2 separate regions of the Mus musculus genome follow, and region 2 is linked to region 1. The links are chromatin contacts, called in public HiChIP or PLAC-seq maps. All regions are on one chromosome and are shown on one strand. The core of a region is the stretch at or near the end of the contact, and the rest is flanking DNA. Distances in the headings are between cores, read along the strand shown. Region 1 has its middle 11 kb from the start of Gm28707. Region 2 overlaps Gm10790 (predicted gene 10790).

Evidence for each region. HiChIP or PLAC-seq counts read pairs in DNA pulled down with a chosen protein or histone mark.
Region 2: a contact with region 1 is called in an H3K4me3 HiChIP or PLAC-seq map of bone marrow-derived macrophages, with 5 times the contacts expected there. The contact joins two enhancer-like sites. A contact is called at or near these places in 9 of 484 Hi-C or Micro-C datasets (bone marrow-derived macrophages, conventional dendritic cells, cortical neurons and 3 more), 9 of 115 datasets of contacts at active chromatin or transcription factors (bone marrow-derived dendritic cells, bone marrow-derived macrophages, craniofacial prominence and 6 more) and 3 of 9 other capture datasets (adipose tissue, liver and pancreatic islet).

Annotation. Positions count from the first base shown.
Region 1 is chr13:42,033,224-42,038,537 of GRCm38.p6, reverse strand. No RefSeq gene overlaps it. Among named protein-coding and RNA genes, the nearest start is that of Gm28707, 11 kb to the left of the region's middle. Within about 2 kb of position 3,112, at least 8 of the 459 cell types and tissues checked have an H3K27ac peak or open chromatin away from gene starts, as enhancers often do. A contact at or near this core is called in bone marrow-derived macrophages, where this site is marked.
Region 2 is chr13:41,880,447-41,885,760 of GRCm38.p6, reverse strand. It overlaps Gm10790 (predicted gene 10790), which reads right to left. Exons shown (of 7, transcript NR_033545.1): 2 at 1,732-1,866; 3 at 124-219. Among named protein-coding and RNA genes, the nearest start is that of Gm10790, 17 kb to the right of the region's middle. Within about 2 kb of position 1,965, at least 50 of the 459 cell types and tissues checked have an H3K27ac peak or open chromatin away from gene starts, as enhancers often do. A contact at or near this core is called in bone marrow-derived macrophages, where this site is marked.

The DNA.
Region 1 (5,314 bases), core at 1,863-4,362:
TTTTTTTTTTTTTTTGCTTTTTTTTATTGGATATTTTCTTCATTTACATTTCAAATGCTATCCCAAAAGTCCCCTATACCTGCCCTGTACTGAGGCATATAAAGTTTGCAAGACCAAGAGGCCTCTCTTCCCAGTGATGGCTGACTAGGCCATCTTCTGCTACATATGCAGCTAGAGACAGCTCTGGGGATACTGGTTAGTCCATATTGTTGTTCCACCTATAGGGTTGCAGACCCCTTCAGCTCTTGGGTACTTTCTCTAGTTCCTCCATTGGGGGCCCTGTGTTCCATCCATTAGCTGACTGTGAGCATCCACTTCTGTGTTTGTCAGGCACCGGCATAGCCTCACAAGAGACAGCGATATCAGGGTCCTGTCAGCAAAATCTTGCTGGCGTATGCAATAGTGTCTGCATTTGGTGGCTGATTATGGGATGGACCCCCAGGTGGGGCAGTCTCTGGATGGTCCATCCTTTCATCTTAGCTCTAGACTTTGTCTCTTTGCAGTGTCTTCTAATATTTTCCTTCATTTTTATCCATTTCCACAGTTCAATTTTTAATATCTAAGAACTCTTCCCCTCGAAATATTTTTCTAAAACCCCTTTTCTTATCTTCTCCCTATATACATCTTATTGTAGTATATTACTGGCCGTTTTTTCATTTTTACGTGTCCTCCTTGAACTGCTTGGTCCTGCTGCTGTTTCACTGGTTCGTTTCCTCTTGTTTGAGACCCAGATAACCCTCATCTCCCTAGGAACAGCACCCCAAAAGCTGACTTGTTAGAACCTTCTTTACTGATGGGCAGCTGGTCAGCACTGACCAGGGAGTTCCCTCCAAGCTGGCCTGGTTTATGCTTCTTCTGAAGTCTTTCTTTGTCCTAGTTTCAGATCTGTTCTCGTGGGCTGATCAGATTACCCAGAAAGACTTCTGCTTGGTGTGTGTGTGTGTGTGTGTGTGTGTGTGTGTGTGTGTGTGGTGTCACAATGTTCCAGATCACAGAGGAACAAAAAAAACATGACATGTTCAGCACAGAGTTTTAAGTTCAGTCTTCCTGGTTGTAGAGCCCTGTTGGGTGTCTGTCTCCAGGAAGTCAACCTGTGAGTTGTGGTAGTTACTAGGATCTGCTGCAAAGACACTAGAAAGGGGATCCTGAAGTCTAGCCGATCCTTAAGCTCACCCACAGTGTGACTTCCAGAGGTAACCCTGATGCCCATTCCTGAATTTCCACTGGAATCCTTTTTAACACAACTAGAGAAGGCAGCTGCTTAGCTCTTCCCACAGTTAGCTGAAGATTCTCTCTCAGAGCTGCTTCTCCCAAGGAAACGTTTACTACGTTGTATATTCTTGTTTAGTGCGCATTTGTAACTTTGTGCCTTTCAAAATGTGTATTCTCATCTGAGCGGGAGAATTTATTTAAAGGCTACTGGTTCATCTGGCGTCTTTAATTGAATGTCCGGCAGTATCTAGTCTAGTCACAGTGCCTATAGGATGTGTTCAGTAAGAAATTATTTTAACTTGCGATCGCTTGTGAAAGCAGAACTTGAAGGAAAGTGTAATGGCGCTCATGATTTATATCTTCTCTGGAAGAAGAGTAGCATTTTCAAAACTTTCCTGAAAGCCAGGGAACAGCTGGTTTTCGCCTTAAATTTTGATTAATGAGCACACCCTCTTTTTTTTTTTTTTTTTGTCTGTTCTCTCTTAAGCTGGGCACTGTGGGTCGAGGGCCCTTCCAGCCAGTTGCCATTGCTATTCTGAAATGTACCTGTGCCTGGGAGGTTCCTGCAGGTTAGATTTTGCTGCTGAGAAAGCTGCTGTTGCTGGCACTGAATTTCAATGACTTCCTGCAGGCAAACACCTGGAGGCAATTACCTGTGCTTGTCTGCCAGCAGACACGCATACAGTTCCAATGGGAAAGCTATCTGTATGAATTTCAAAGGGGGTGAGGGGTAGATTTGCTTTGTGTAATATTTTGCTTGTGTCTAGGTTAGCCAGTCTAGGAATTTGTCTTTGCCCAATTATGTGTTTGTTAAGCCATTTTTGCCCCTTCACCATAGAACTGGCAAATGTAGACTTTGTTTCACCCGTTCTGCTGCCTGGTGATAGACTTCTTCTCTTTCTTAGTTCACAGGACAATGATAATGAGGGAAGAAATAAGGAAGGTCAGGGAATCTACATTTAATGTAAAATGACAACATTTTAACTTGACATTCTTTAATAATAGACCTGTCATTCAAAAGAAAAAAAAATAGGTCAAGGTTGAGGACAGAGTCACACAGAAAATTTTATTAAACTTTATCGTTAATATTTATGCAGACATAGTGATACTTTCTATACCTAGATATGGTCTCTGGGGGAAAACTGTTATGTTGATCATTATTTTAGCTAAGTGGTTCTTCCTTTAGCTATATCATAAATGTTCTTAATGTAAATGTTGACTTAAATTGCACCTTTAGAAATGTCAAAAATACCATTAAGATGTGTGTAGAGTTAATGTTGTACTGGATAATGCTAATGGAATGTATTTTATGATTTTGTAGACTGGTACAATGAGGCCAATTAGGAATTTATTTTGAATGCAGGCAAACCTCAGTCCTTACTTAATGTCAATTTCTTCTGATTTTATTCTATCCAGGCAAAGCTAAAGATGACTAACATAATATGTAACTTCCTTCCTTCAACAGGACCAAAACATCACACAAACACTTCCCTAACCCCGACCCCTACCTCCACCCCCACCCCATTTCTTTCATTCCTTTTTCTAGACTCTCTCTCGGTTTTATACTTAAAGTATTTGCTTCCATTTTTTTACTCCTCACTCTCCCCATCCCCCTGAAGTTGTAAGGCACCATTGCCTGGAGCTTCTTCCTCCTGCTTAAAAATGAGACCAATCCAGGTCCTTCCAGCACATAGTCTAAATTCCTCCTATACAGGTTACTAATACATAAAAGCGTCTGCTGTATGTATGCAGAAACCCCTGAGAGCTGTAAATAAATCATGTTTTTCTGCAGTTTTAGTGTTATAATTGGTAACTGCTTTGCCCAACAAGAACTTGACGTTAAATAAACCAAGAGTATGACTAGCAATATCCCACAAAATGAAACCACCATGGTGACTCACTAATGATTTAAAATGCTGTCGCATTTTCCCCCAAGAATTACTGTTTAAGAAAAAGATCCACTAGTACAGGACAACTTTAGCATGTTGGTGACACACATGTCATTGCCTCTCTCCCCCTAGCACCCCTCCCCCCTGCACTATTCTGGATTGCTAGAATTCTAATCTGACAAAACTGAAAAACATCTAAGCTTTTCCTTTCTCCTTTTTTTTTCCTGACAGTAAAAGTTCTGAATAAGGAAGGACTTAACAGTTAGCAGTAGCCTAAAATAATAATCGTTTGCTTAGCCTACAATCACGAAGGCACTTGTGGTCTCTACTGGGTTCACATGTGTATCTGGTTGGCTGTGAGTTTGGCTGGGCCTGGCTGGCCTAAGACAGCTTCACTGGGATCGTCTCATATCCTGCTATAGTCACTACCTGTTAAAAAGTGAGCCTGATTATAAGATCGTTGGTCAAAGCAAGTCACAAGACTAACTAAGCAGAAAAAAAAACAAAAAACAAAAAACAAAAAAAAACCAGGATCTAGAACATGATGGGAGAAATTGAAAAATAATGCAAGCAAAGGGCTAAGCAGCCAATGAGAGAAATACTGGCTTTCTGTTTTATATAGTGGAGTTTCTAAGAAACCCATAAAGACCATCAACGATAGGGCACGGCCAATGAAAACAATAACAAATTTCTGAAATGAGTTGTTGGTTTAAAAAACGGCAACTAAGATGGAACAATACAGGAAATCCCTTTTTTAATCACCCACTTCTCTGTTTACTGCAGGAAACAATAGAAGAGGAAAAAAACCAAAAAAACAAAAAACCCTTTAACCTGCAACTTCAGTGTAATTTCTGAGCACATTTAAACCTATTACAGAAACACATAGTAACCAAAAGCAACGATTCTTAAAATAAGACAAGTGGAGTGAGAGTGTTCTAATTTCATACATTTCCCTTAAAGAAAAGTGATTGATTGGTTCTAGACTTGGATAAGTTAGTACTCCTTGTTTGTTTCTTGAGACTAACCACTGTAACGATAATCAATGAATTTATCACTCTTTCAATGTAGTGGAGGGGAAACCGAAGGATGAATCGAAGACCCAGTCAGGAAGAAGGGAAATCAACAATGGTTAAAAAGCAACAGGAAGTAGATAAGGCAATTCATGCAGCACTCAGTAGGATGGAGATTTTAGAACAAAGCATTAACTGCTTCCCAATGTATGCCCAATGACTAGCCCTATTAAAAGATAAAGACGTCCATCTCAATAACATGGGGCAGTGAGCAGGTTAAGTCAGACATCTGAAATAAGGGGTACACATTCTGTTACTAAAAATGAAATGATTAAAAAAATGCTATACAACTGTCAGCTCCCCCAAACCAGTGTTTCTAGGTCCTTGTCTATCAAATTACTATTTAAGGAAAATATGTATTCTTCTTACTAGGTATGAAATGGTACACTTCAATGATAAAATTGTCATTAACTAGGAAGAAACTAAAATTTAAACCCACCATTCAATATTGCCTTAACGTACGTAAACAAAGTTAGCAGAACTCTGAAAAACAAGCTAATCTCCTACCATACTGAAGGATTTTTGTTTGCTTGTTTGTTTTGTTTTTAGCCTATCTCTTCATAATAGGACCATAGGCTAAACCTCAGCCAGTTTGTAGAAAGCTGAACATTAACAACGAGAGAGCAGGATTTGATGTGCAACGCCAATGATCTGGTGCAGGACTCTCCTTCAAACACAAGTCACAAGGTCAGACTTGACAGATTTGGATGGAGCCTTCTCTGACTCCATGTAAGCAAATGGTAACAAAACCCTCAAAATAGAAAAGCAAAACAAGAAAGCCTTATATGTTTGAGATTACAAAGCAAATCTATTAGATTAGTTCAAAATGGCACCTTAATCCTGATGACACTGCAAAGAAAGTTAGAAAAGGAAAATAAGGTGTTACATATCGTCTTAGCTGGGGTTACTAGTGCTGTGATGGAATACCACCACCAAAGCAACTTGGGGTGGGAAGGGTTTATTTGACTTAAACTTCCAAATCCAGAATCCATCACTTAAGAATGTCAGGACAGGAACCCAAATACGACAGGAATGTAGAGGCAGGACTTGATGCAGAGGCCATGGAGGGATGCTGGCTTGCTCTCTATGGCTTACTCTCCATGGCTTGCTCAGCTCCATTTCTTATAGAACTCAGGATAGACA
Region 2 (5,314 bases), core at 716-3,215, 150 kb after region 1:
GCCATCCACCCAAGCCCAGCCACCCTTTGAAATCACCTAAACCTGAGATCCAGGAGCCATTGCTCTTATGGAGGAATCTATGCTTGCTAGGCATTCGGAAAAGAAGGCTATCAAAGGACTCACCTGATAGAGGGGACTCCTCTGAAGCTGATCAGAGAAGTTTCAGATGGCCTTGTGGTTCCCAGATGAAAGGGACGACAGAAGTGCAAATCGTTGGCACTGGATGGGAAAGGAGAACACTGGGTACATAAGTGCGGTTGGGGGCGGGGCAGGAATTAAAACTAAGAACAAAGGGAAGGAAATTAAATTCAGAGCCATCATTCTTTGAAAGTTGGCTTCTGATTTTAATCTTGAAATAAAAAAAGAAAAAAGAAAAGAAATCTTCAGGAAAAAAGCTGTTTCCAGCTCTGTCCACCCTCTTCCCTTTTATAGCATCTTTCATTTACTTCATGGTTTGATAAAATCACCATAGGACTTGCCATTGGAAGTAACAGCTTGTTTGTATGGAATTACGGTGAGGGTAGACATTGCTCACAGATAATGAAGGTAGGTCAGTGTGAAGGATCAAGAGAACAACTCACTGGAGTATTATGAAAAGGCAGCCACAGGCAGCATCTGTTTCTAATGTTCCCCTCCTGTTTATCTCCTTGGGAGAGACACACAGTTTCATTGCAGTTGAGGATGGGTACTGATGTCATCATGGAATTCTTTTGAGAATGTTGATGCGACTCTCCCATCCTAACATTTCTCCTCTCTCTTCCTCTAAGGGAAATTTTCAAAAGAGCTTCTTGGTTAAGTTGACAGTTGTAGATAATGCAGAAGCATTTTAGATGGCAAGATAGGTTTGCAATGGTGCATGCCCATATTAGTAAATGGGGACTACATCAAAATACTAGCCCAGATAATTGTGTGTGTGTGTGTGTGTGTTCATGCACATGTGTGCACGCATACACATGTATGCGTATATACATGAACACATTAACATTAGTTTTAACAAACAGAAGAAAAGCTTAGTTTTCCCTCTGGAAGAAGCATAAAAATATTGGCATGAATTTTAGCATTAGTCTAAATGAACTGGAGAAGAAATCTGTCTGCCTGATAGCCACAGCACAAGTTTAGGAAGCTGGATTTCAGCTTTCTCCATAGCAATGAAAATGCCGTCTGACACCACCTAGTTGTGCAGAGAAATTAAACATGGTAGAAGACATAGTGCTTCTCTGGGATTTTTAAAAAACACCCAGAGAGATTATGTGGTCATAAGGCTTTTGTATTGGGGTTTGAAGGTAAAAAGGGAATTCTGGATGGAGTGATGATAGCAAGTAATGCCTTGGACTAAGCAAGAAGTGATGGGTATCAGGTGGGTACCATTTCCTATCAGAGCTCCTCTCCATCACACGTGTATATAGCAGCCCCCTCCTGTGTCTCCACCCTGATGTCTTCCCTGTGACGGTAGTTTCATGTGCCATTCTTTCCCCAGTCTTTCTACATTTTCACAGAGAAATGCCTTAACCCAGCCTCAAGATGTGAATGGCAGAGCCCCAGGACTCCTGTTTATTCAGCCATTAGTGCCGCCTTCAGTTTTTTAAATCATTGATTTGACAAATATTTATTGAGCCTTGGCTCTGCCAGGTAGTGTCCCCAAACAAGGAATGCAACCAGGAATAAGAGGATCTCCATGTGAGCATTGCCTGGGAGCGCACATGCAGACAGAGACAGGCAAGCAGCACTCACATGGCTTAGCAATACAGTCTGGGATCCTGGAGCAACTTCTAGAGACAAAGAAAGTCTTGAACCAGAGAGGCTGCTGGGAGATGCTGAGGGCAGCAGAAAGGCTCGATGTCTCCACTTGACAGTCACATCTTCCATCTGTAAATAGGGGACATTCTGTTTAGAAGAAACTGACTGGGAAAGGAGAAAGGGGAACCGACTGGGAGTCATGAGCCCTAGACTGAGCCTCAGTTCTGCTTTTCACCACCTGTGTTTCTCAGAGCCTCTTCTCAACAGTGCTAAGTCTCAGCTTCTTCTTTTTGGGGGAGAATAAAGAGTACTTATAATAGTAGTAGTACTTTTATGGTCTTTATCAATTTTAAACTTTGATATCAAAAAAATTTTCTCATGCCCAAATTAACCCTTTCCAATTAAGGAATAATTTTGTATAATGTTTCCAAAAGGCAGTTCTTTGATATTTCCAAAGAGTGTATTTCATTCCCTACCAGTTTGTCAACTGAATTGTTTCTTTGTACTGATCATAGCTACAGCCTTAACTTTTCTGGGAATCTCTGCTGTGGGGGTCTTGGTAGATGAGTGAATATGCATTCTGTGTTTCTAAACAATAGACAATGAAGAATCATCTATTAACCATCCAATAAGCTTCAGCAATCCTAACCAACTTGATCAATGTTTCTATATAGAATCTCTAAATCATAGTCTTTAGGTCCACTGAACATGACATGTATTTTTTTATTATTGTGTATATATGTGTGCACATATGTACATGCATGCATGGATAGACAACCATGGAGGGAGGACAGGGGACAACTCTGTGGAGTTGGTTCTCTTCTACATTTACAAGAGTTCTAGGGGTGATAATCTGCCTGTTTATGGCAAATTTGATCCATCTAGTTAATGTTATTCAAAATCGAACCAGATCTACAATCTGAACAACAGCCAACTGCTCAACAATGGTGTTTGGAATAAAAGAACATGCCCACCAAGATGGAGAACATTGAGCTAAGATCTTCCTTCCCCAAGCAAACAAGATTCTAAGCTATACGGGGGGGGGGGGGGGGGGTGCACAGAGGAGGGAGTATAATGGTAAACTGGTAGCATCCCAAGTTTTGACCAAAAGGAAAAAATCAAAGTATTCATTCTCTTTGGCACCAGTGGACGTAGGCGCACGTTAAGCAATGGACAGCTTCACAAACTCAGCTTTTCAACACGTCTTCAGAAAGATAACAAGCCGTGCATTGAGGACCATGGGGATGGGAACAGAAGCTGCTCAACCAAACAGGGGGAAGAAAAGGAACATTTCTGTCTGCTTTTCTGAATGTTATAGTGGGGATGTGGGACATGATACAAGACTATTATAAGAGAAAGAAATGTCCATCTTATTACTAAGCTCTGCTTACCCTAAAGGGGTGATGCGAAGACATTCAAAAGCAGTTTTAATCACACGAGCCCCCTGACGTGCAACAGTCTTTCCTAGTAAGCTTTAGAGGAGCCTCATAGAACTGCTCAGATATTTAATTATTAAAAGATTAGGCATGCTGGGTCATGTGACCCAAAACCTACATTGGTTCTGAAAAGAGATTGAGCAGAGTGAAAATGGGAGACAGTTGAGTGTTGGGCACCAATTAGAGTCTCTCTCTCTCTCTCTCTCTCTCTCTCTCTCTCTCTCTCCATACTTGTAGGTTCTTTGTTGGTTCTTCTCCTAACTGTATCCTAACAGTATCTTCTCTGGCTCAACTGTCTCCTATTTTACTCTCCTCAATCTCTTTTCTGAACCAGCTGTCTTCTCTTCTCTCGCCCTACTCAGTCTTCTTTCTTCCTGCACCAACCGTCTTCTCTGATCCTAGTCTCTGACTGGACCGGACTCTTTTTGTCACCTGGATCCTATTCCTCTCTCTCAGCCTCTGCTGGCTTTTTGCATCCCATCTTCTTTCCAGAAGTCCAACAGGTCATAGGTTCTAGCAATTCTAACAGCTGAGCATTCCCAAAGGGCCTATCAGCTAGCATCTAAGGATTCTTTAAAGTGCCAGGCACACAAAATAAACCATACTACATTATACTTCCTCACATACAAGGAAACAAAGACTTGCATTTGATAAAATATTTAGCCAAGAACCAGCAGCTAGTGGGAAACTAATCAAGATCTGCAGACTCTAGGGTCTTTCTCCCTTGACTCTCTGACTAGCTTGCTATTACCTTGAGTCTTTAGTTTGTATCTATTTTAAGGAGTCCTCAACCCTCCAATCTGTCACCTTGACCCTCCTGCCTTCTCTCTGGAAGAGTTTTCCTTGCCCAGACTTCCATTCTACCTCACTTCGTACCTCTCGGCACTCCTGTAGATGGTTCCTCTCTCCATGGCAGACCCCCCTTCTGGGGGAAGAGTACTGGACTGACCCCTTATTCCTGGCCTGCCATCATCGTGCATTAAGCCCATTGCCTCTGGGTTTGACAGAGAACAGGCTCCTGAGAAACCAGTCACAGGACTTGTTTCCCCACATCTCTGTGCTTTCATGCCTCTCCTGAGATTTCAATGCCGTGGCTGTGAACAAATCCTAGAGCTACTGAGGACCACATCAAGGCCAAAGATAGGCCTCTCTGCCAAGTCGGTAATGCCTTTAGAGTATCTGGGCCTGAGCCAACCCCTTTTAATGCTTCCCTGCTCTGAAGTGGACACAGTGACAGACAGGAGTGCAAACTGGCTTGCCCAGTATACCTGAGCCCCAGCTTTGTCCTCTTGCCAGTCAACAGCTCAACCACAAGAGAGATCCATCTCCTTTTACAGAAACATACAGAAAATGTATGGGTTTGAATTAAAATAATTTCTAGAAAATCATTCTTTGCAACAGAGGTGTTGTAATGCTTAGCTTTTTTTTTAAGTGGCTGGCAAGGACTTTGGCTATAAAACTGCTGAAGGTCAGTAAACTAGGAGGAGAGAATACAATGAATGTCTATACTGATCTAAATGAAACAAAAATGGTTTCAAACCATAAACACACACACACACACACACACACACACAGAGAGAGAGAGAGAGAGAGAGAGAGAGAGAGAGAGAGAGAGAGAGAGAGAGAGAGACTCCTATCTCAGGAGTATTGATGTAATCAGTAAACAGAAGCTAACTAAAGACCTATATGAAAAAGCACTATATCCATGGTTTTCTCTGCATTCCCAAAGTCAAGGGTCATTACATGTAGAAGAAAATGAAGAAGTGAAAAAAGAAAGTGGTATATCCTACACATGTGCTGACACTGAAGCCAAGACCAGACCTCCCACCTGTTAGTTATTTTAAGAAGGGGGTTCTGGGGACAGTTGGGACACTGCCACAAATAACTTACTCATCAGTGTTCTAATTTTGAGGCCTCTTGTCACATCTTCCTAAGTCATTTTGATTTGAGAGGTATCTCCAGCAACTATTCTCTCCAGACCCATAGAAGTTAACAGAGACCTGCCTCATGTTCATGATCATTTGCTACCCTCAAATTCTCTTCTCTTACAAGCTTGCTGCAGGTCTCAATGGCATTTCTAGAGTTAGAATGCTTGGGGAATGCCAACAGCACAAAAATAATCATGGCTCTCACCTCAGACC